2 separate regions of the Anas platyrhynchos genome follow, and region 1 is linked to region 2. The links are chromatin contacts, called in public Hi-C maps. All regions are on one chromosome and are shown on one strand. The core of a region is the stretch at or near the end of the contact, and the rest is flanking DNA. Distances in the headings are between cores, read along the strand shown.

Evidence for each region. Hi-C and Micro-C count contacts between places; a contact is called where the count stands out from the background.
Region 1: a contact with region 2 is called in a Hi-C map of skeletal muscle, with 3 times the contacts expected there. The contact joins the promoter of RAB11A here to the enhancer-like site in region 2. A contact is called at or near these places in 2 of 8 Hi-C or Micro-C datasets (skeletal muscle and subcutaneous adipose tissue).

Annotation. Positions count from the first base shown.
Region 1 is chr11:22,629,075-22,632,530 of IASCAAS_PekinDuck_T2T, forward strand. RAB11A (RAB11A, member RAS oncogene family) reads left to right here and starts at 1,455. Exons shown (of 5, transcript NM_001310342.1): 1 at 1,455-1,494. The coding sequence starts at 1,455. It overlaps TRNAQ-CUG (transfer RNA glutamine (anticodon CUG)), which reads right to left and starts at 1,140; the gene lies at 1,069-1,140.
Region 2 is chr11:22,587,237-22,591,076 of IASCAAS_PekinDuck_T2T, forward strand. DENND4A (DENN domain containing 4A) reads right to left here. Exons shown (of 33, transcript XM_072043280.1): 9 at 654-712. Among named protein-coding and RNA genes, the nearest start is that of DENND4A, 23 kb to the right of the region's middle. Within about 2 kb of position 1,870, at least 1 of the 8 cell types and tissues checked has an H3K27ac peak or open chromatin away from gene starts, as enhancers often do.

The DNA of each region.
Region 1 (3,456 bases), core at 205-2,704, 41 kb after region 2:
GAAAGGATCAGGTTATGGCTCATTATCATCCCAGCAGACGGTAACTGATGCACAGCGCTGCCGCGGGTGCCTGGGGGTTTCTTTCCTCACACAGAAATGACAACATGGCCACTGGCTGCCGAGATGGCTAACATACTGCCGCTGCTCGCGGCAAGCCGCTGGAAACAAAGTGAGGTCTAAAGGCCTTGGTTTAATCATCTGGGCACCACTGTTATTTTTATCCTTTCTATTTAGGCCTCCAGCCTGTGCCAGTGGAAGCTGACAACAAAGATGACATCTCTCCTGGCGCAGGGCAGACGAGGGGTACTGGCTCTGAGGACGGAGAAGCCAGCGGGCAGCAGGGCCATGGTGGGCCGGGGGCCTTTGTTCCTCTGGGTGCTGGAATGGGAAGAAAACTGGCTATCCTAGTGCAAACCATGAGGGAGCAAACCCTTCCTCTTCAAGTTGCCCTGGGGCAGGACTGATTTGTCTTCAGATGACCCCACCTAAATGCAGATATATGTACATATAGTCTTTTACTCTTTCTGCTTCCGCCTCCTTCAGAGGTTAACTTTGCTATATTTTTCCATGTTCACCTTTGACTGTGCCACAGACAAATCATCAAGTCTTACCTCTTCAGATGTCTCAGACCAGTGTTTCACCTGCTGCCACCTCTGCATGGTCCCTGAGGCAATGTTTTGTGCCTCATGAACCCAACGAGCTTGCTGATTCCTCATACACAAGAGACGCCTCCATATCGAGTGCTGTTGGCTTTGAGCACTGCTCTTGCCCTGGGTGTGGACAAAGCTGTGAGACCTGGAGGATTTTGCTAACCCACCCCAGTTTTGGTGGGGCTGCAGACCACGCTGGGGCCTTCTCCCTGTGGAAGGAAGCCCCTGTGGTGCTGCCACTGGCCCACGATGGCGGGAGGATGGTGCCCATGCCTTGGATGGGTAAAAGATTCAACCACAAGAAGTCATGAGCTGCGTGCATTCCTTCAGAAGCCCACAACGGAGCGGAGAAAGCAGCGTCGTGCCCATTGTTACGGCACACAAAAGAATCTGGGGGGGGGAAAAAAAAGAACACCTCAGGTTCCACCGAGATTTGAACTCGGATCGCTGGATTCAGAGTCCAGAGTGCTAACCATTACACCATGGAACCGCTGTGGCGACTCCCCGCGCGGGCTGCCCCTTAGTTCTTCCCCAGCACCCGCCGCCCGCTCCCTCCCGCTGCCCCCGGCTGTGAGGCGAGCCCGGGGCTGCCCCTCAGCGCCCTGCCTCAACCGGGTCGAGCCGTGGCACCTCACAGCTCCCCTCACCGCCCCTTTCAAGCCGGGCGGGGCAGGGAGAAGCGGCCTGGAAGTGCTCGGGGCTGCTCCGGAAGGAGCCGGCTGTGGGAGGGCGCAGAGGCACGGAAGAGGCTGCAGGGAGGGGCCCGGCTCCCGCTGCCCGTCCCCGGCTTTCGGCGTCCTCACCATGGGCACCCGCGACGACGAGTACGATTACCTCTTCAAAGGTACCGCCCGGCACGGCCCCTGCCCCGACCGGGGGGCTCCCGCTGTGGTACCGGCGGCTGTGGGGCTGTGGGGTGCGGGGGGTGCGGGTGTGGGGCTGTGGGGCTGTGGCCTGAGGAAAACAGGCATCAAAAACCGCGATTCCTCGATTTTCCGTGTGGAAAATGGCGATGTTGCTAACCGCAGATCGGGCGTTTGTGGTGGCGTTGGGATCATGTCGGGAGGCACCCAGGAATTTGGTCGTCTTGAGGCGTTGGCGGAGGCCGTGCTGGTCGCGAATGTAGTCACGTCACACAACTTCTTTTACACACCTATGGGCAAATTATCAAAAATATTGCGTCATATATGCTAGAATGGTAGAATATCCCGAGTTGGTGGGCGCCCACGAGGATCATGGAGCCCAGCGCCTGGCTCCACACAGGCCTACCCAAAAATTCAGGCTGCTGACTGGGAGCACAGTCCAAATGTTTCTTAAAAATAAAAAGAGAGCCTGCTGCTAACAGGGATCGTACAGAACAGCAGTGATCTTCTCGGTACCATTAAGTTCTTTTAATGGCTTTGAAGAATTACATTTTTTGCCATCTGTCTTCTCCAATTTCCATGTGGAAATTGGTGTTATTACTAACTACAGATCAGTTTTCTATACTGGTATTGGGATCAGGTCAAGAGGTACCAAGAAATGCCTCATTTCTCACCTTGCAGCGTTGGCAAAGGCCCTGCTGATCGCAAATTCAGTCACATCAAACAACTTCTTTTACAGGCCTGTGTGCAAATTATCAAAAGCACTCCATATCCTGACAGGATTGTGTAAGTTATTGTTCTAGCTGTGAGGAAATATCAGTGATGTGGAACTTTTTGGGAGAGGTGCTATCTTTTATTAGATTGCTTATGTATATAACTGTGAAATAATAAAGTTGGGATTCATTTGTATAGAAAAATTCCAAGCTAGGTTAATTGGTTGCCACCCTGAAAGGTTTTTACCATGTAGAATAGTTTATGGAAGCTGTTGGGAGCACAGAGGATGCTAGGGAAATGGTGCCATGAAGATAGGAGTGATTCAGGTTTTCCAAAGTTAAAGCAGACCGCAGGAAGTTCGTGCAGCATCTCTGAACTGGAATTCATTTGGCAGCTGAAATAACATCAGCAAACGCGGAGTTGCACAAATTGTGGAAACAGTTGTAACTGTCCAAAAGCGGAGGTTGTTTAAAACAAAGCGTCCTTGCTCTGGAATGAGCTGGGAATTGTTGTGGTATTGAGCTGTCTCGTCACCAGGCACTGTCCAAAAACACCAGTGGTAGGTTTTAAAAAAAAAAAAAAAAAGGAAAAAAAAAAAAATCCTCTTGAACGAAGAAATGAGAACTCAAGGGGAATGCTAAGCAAACGTTTGAGCCTCCTGAGGGGAAATGTAGGCAGCACAGGCGTACCCATTCTGAAGGGACATTGTGGAATTAAAAAGATGCAAAAGGGCATCTGAATAATCAGAAGAGATCTTATGGGCTCACATCCCTTTTATTGAGCTGATGTGGAACTACAACAAACGATAGATGTTCTTTCCCTATTTACCCATATTGCTCGTGGCTTTAATTTTCCTCATTTGGAGGTGAGGGCTGCTGGGCCAAAGCTTAGTGCCACCCTGATCTTTTCTGTTCCACACAGGGCTTCTCAGCACCAGTCCTGCCCCTTGGGCTGGGTGTTGGGCTGTCTGGACACCTAATCCAGTCCCAGTTCTTCTGGGTTCGTGACCTAGAGGGACATGGTGGGACTGAGTTCACCAGGGCTTTGAGGTGCTCTAAAGTAACAGGGCAGTATTCTCTGGTCCAGCTGCCTCTTACTGTCCTTGAGCTAAACTGCTGCTGGGCTGTTTGTGCAGGACCCCTGTTCTTGTCCCGTCAGCCACTGCCAACAGCGTTGTGTCTAAATCTGCTGGCGGCTGGAATCGCAGCCCCCTGTGCCCTGCACAGTTG
Region 2 (3,840 bases), core at 620-3,119:
TGAGTTATAAGTGACCAGAAAAAATAATCAATAATAAAATAGAAAACAAGGTATTAGAAAAAGATTTTATAAATTTAAATCTACAAATATTTCTTTCAAATAAGACAGCAAAATAGACTACTTGCTATATTTCATTGTCCACTGAAGAATAGTTATTTTCCAACAGTAACCATGATGCCGTGAGACTAGACTTCTTTTAAGGACACATGCACAATGATTTTTCTTTTTGAGTAGCACTTTACAGGGAAACTACATGTATTTCTTTAATCATTCTCCTGCACAGCCCTGAAAGTTAAGACAGGCATAGAACTACTTTAATTAACCCACAATACCAAAGTTGTGCTATCTTGGGAGCCCAGGTGCCAATTCCTACAAGGGCCATCTATCTATCTTCTGCCTCAAGAACCACTAAAATTATTTAAAACCAAAAGAAAACCAGAACAACAACAAAAAACAAGCACAGATATTATTAATTAAGTATGTCTTTTGACAGGGCATAGGTCTAATCTCATAAATAAATCTTGGATACATTAACTACAAAAGGCAGCAGGACAAGAAGACTTAAATTGGCGCTATTACAGCTCAAAGCATTGAAACTTTTCAGTATAAATCAGAACACATTTCATGTTTAAACAGAAGATACTGCTACTTGCCTCAGTGGAAGGGGTGATGATACAGGTTGGCTAAGAATCAGGTTATCATGTGGAGATAGCTGGAAAAAGATTTTAAAATACATTGGTTTTATTCTGAACTTATTTATCAGAAGCTATATAACAATAGCACAGAACAGAGAGATAAAATTTAAACTATGCCAAACCTTATATAATCCAGTTGTATGGTACTATGGAAAGCAGAGTGCAGTGCTATGCATCAGTATCTTTTAATGAAAAGCAGGCAAAGCATTCCCTTCCTTTCTCAGTCAGAACTGAGCACATTGTATATCCATAAAAAAAGGAATTTAAACTAGCTAATACACTAAAAAGTGAATATATTAACTGCTGAAAGTAAACCCTTCTAAACCTTCAGAGAAGCAATGACCCATAGTTCATACACAGCTTTCAGGGAGGATTCTTTTTAGACTGAGTGGGAAGGAGACGGACAAAAATTAAGGGGACAGGTGGCAGACTGTATTATAAGGTAATATTTCCTTCAGAAGACACGAGAATCAGGCTTTTAGCTGGTAGAAATTGCTCAGCTCAAATCTGGTATAGCCTGAAATTCACACTGGTCAAGGATCCAAGATGAAGATCTTATGGCAATAGGACAAAACAGCAATATTCTTATGGTGACAGGAGAAACCATTCATGTATTTAACATGAATAGAAGAATTAAATGAGTACAAGAATACAGATATGCAATCAGTTTATCACAGCTCATCTGATGGGTTTTCAGTCTGGGAAACCAAAGGTACTGAGATACCAGTTAGCTTAATCCTCGTTGCTAAGTCATGCATTGTCTATCTACTGCATAAAAGCACAGATACAAACAGCAGTAGCAATTCAGCAGGTCACAGTAACTTGTACGATTAAGCATCTTTTAGTAGCATTTCATTTTGAGTACGTTTCACCTTAGACTCCCCTGCAAGTGACTGGACAATAGAAATCAGAAACATGAGATGAAGTAGTAGTTCAAATGCTGAAGCATCAAGTTACCTAACGCTGTGCCTGGACTGTCAGCCACACAAAGCATACGATAAAATGAGTCTCTGCAGTGCTGCATCCTTTCTTATTTCATACAACGGAACTTTGGAAGGCCAATGCTCCATTTAGCTTCAATGACAAATCAGGATGACCACACCGCTGTATGTGCTAGCTTTGTTCTCCAGTAAGTCATCTTGTGACAACTACCACCATTAACTTGCTGGGTGAAAGAATTCAAAGAACTCATTTTTTCAGCCTGAGGTAACCTGCATAAACTATTCCCAGAAAGGAAGTATCAGCCTAATGTCCTATGACTTTTGTGTTTCATCACAAGCACATAAACACAACCAAGAGCCTATTCAAAGCGCACACCTCCCTCAGGCAGAAGAGGCACTTTCTGCCCCTATTCTTCAGGGGGAGAAACGTATTACTCAATGCACTTGAAGTTTGCAGGCTGTGAATACATCATTAGAAGAGCAACATCTGGGTAATAAGGGGGTGTCAGCCATGGAGAATGAGGTCTAGCAGATCAGAAACAACCCATCAACAATAGCAGCTGGAAACAGGCAATCAGCAACATTCCTGAATGCTTAATTTCCAAAGTAATTATAACCATCAATATAAGTCAGACACGTGCCATGTTCTCTCTGACTTGTAACAGATGTTAAGAAGGATCTAAGAATGGGTCACACATACAGACTGGCATACGTGCAGCTACTAAAATGTATCAAGTCTCCCTTGCAGAAAGCATACAGTCAAGACATTTAACAGTAACGTGCATTCAGAACAATTTGCTATACTAGTTACTTAGCAAAAAAATTAGTCTTTTAAGTTCAATTACAGAGAGAAATTTCTTCAAAAATAGAAACCTTAAAACCTGTAATCTTCAAAAACACAACCACTGATCACACAATTTTTGGGAAAACATCTTTGATACTACCACCTGTGATTTTTTTCAGTGCAGTATCAAACAACTCAAGTCAGTCCTTGGAAACAGCTTGAAGGAAGTAGATATTCACAGACAACATCTCCTGCTTACTTTTAAAAGCTCTATCTGTGGTATCAGCTACTAAAGTTGTATTAACTTGATATATCCAGTGTTTTGAAAACAGCAAGGTGTCACAGACAATCTCACATCGCTCACCCACATCCTCAACTTTTGTCCCAGGATATACACCCATCTATACTTGGATACAGTTCCCTAAAAATTCAGACTAAAAAAAAAATCCAATTTTTTCCTCTAAACTCACTCAGTTTCCTGGAAGCATGTGTTTAGTGTTCCCTACTGTAAATATTTTATTGAAGGGGTATACACAGAAAAACAATGTCAACAGACTGGGTTTTGAATGGAACTTCCAAATCATAATAGAAGTGACAGAAATATCAGATACAGTTTCAATGTAGTTGTTCTCATACCCCTTTTACTAGAAGAGTAATATTTGCCAGTTCTCTAGAAAACAAGTGCATTATGGAGTATTTTTAATATTTAATACATAAAGACACAACCTGAGATTTCATTCGCTCTGAAAGACTTCTCTAGCATACAGGTTATGGCATTAAGACTGAAAACTGCACAATGCTCTCCCGTATTTTATTTTTCTACAGGAAATAACACAGTAACATTGTTTTTGTAACAACTCATTCAAAAACACATGGCTGGCTGAATAACTACAGTCAAGAAAGAGATGTTTTTTCCTCAGCAATAAAGTTTTAATGTCTCTACCCACTTTGCCTCTTAGGAAGAAGAGGAAAGATTTAAATTACACTTGAGAAGTCTAAAATAGAGACTTCCCCTCTCTCCTACAAACAGTGTCCATGGATATAATTTGAAGTAACAGGTAACCTCACACATGGTAAAGTATGCTTAGATCTTGGAGGCAGATCAGAATAAGAGTCACATTTGATAAACTGTACCTTTGTTGAATGTGCATGGCCCTCACAGTTTTCACTAATAACTACTCATTACGTAGAAGACAGCATGAAGCCCTTTGGCTAAAAAGGTAACTGTGAATATACTCTTCACATGGGGTTTTAATTTCATTAGACCTCTTTATTTTACATGCAGTTTTCATAGAGGGTCAAGAAAATATTTCAAAAGCTATTGCAAAAAAAAAAAAAAAAGTCAAACCAGATGACAACTTTGGGTAGATTTACATGAATTTCTGTATATACTCAAAGAAAAAAAAATTTCCAAGGTCAC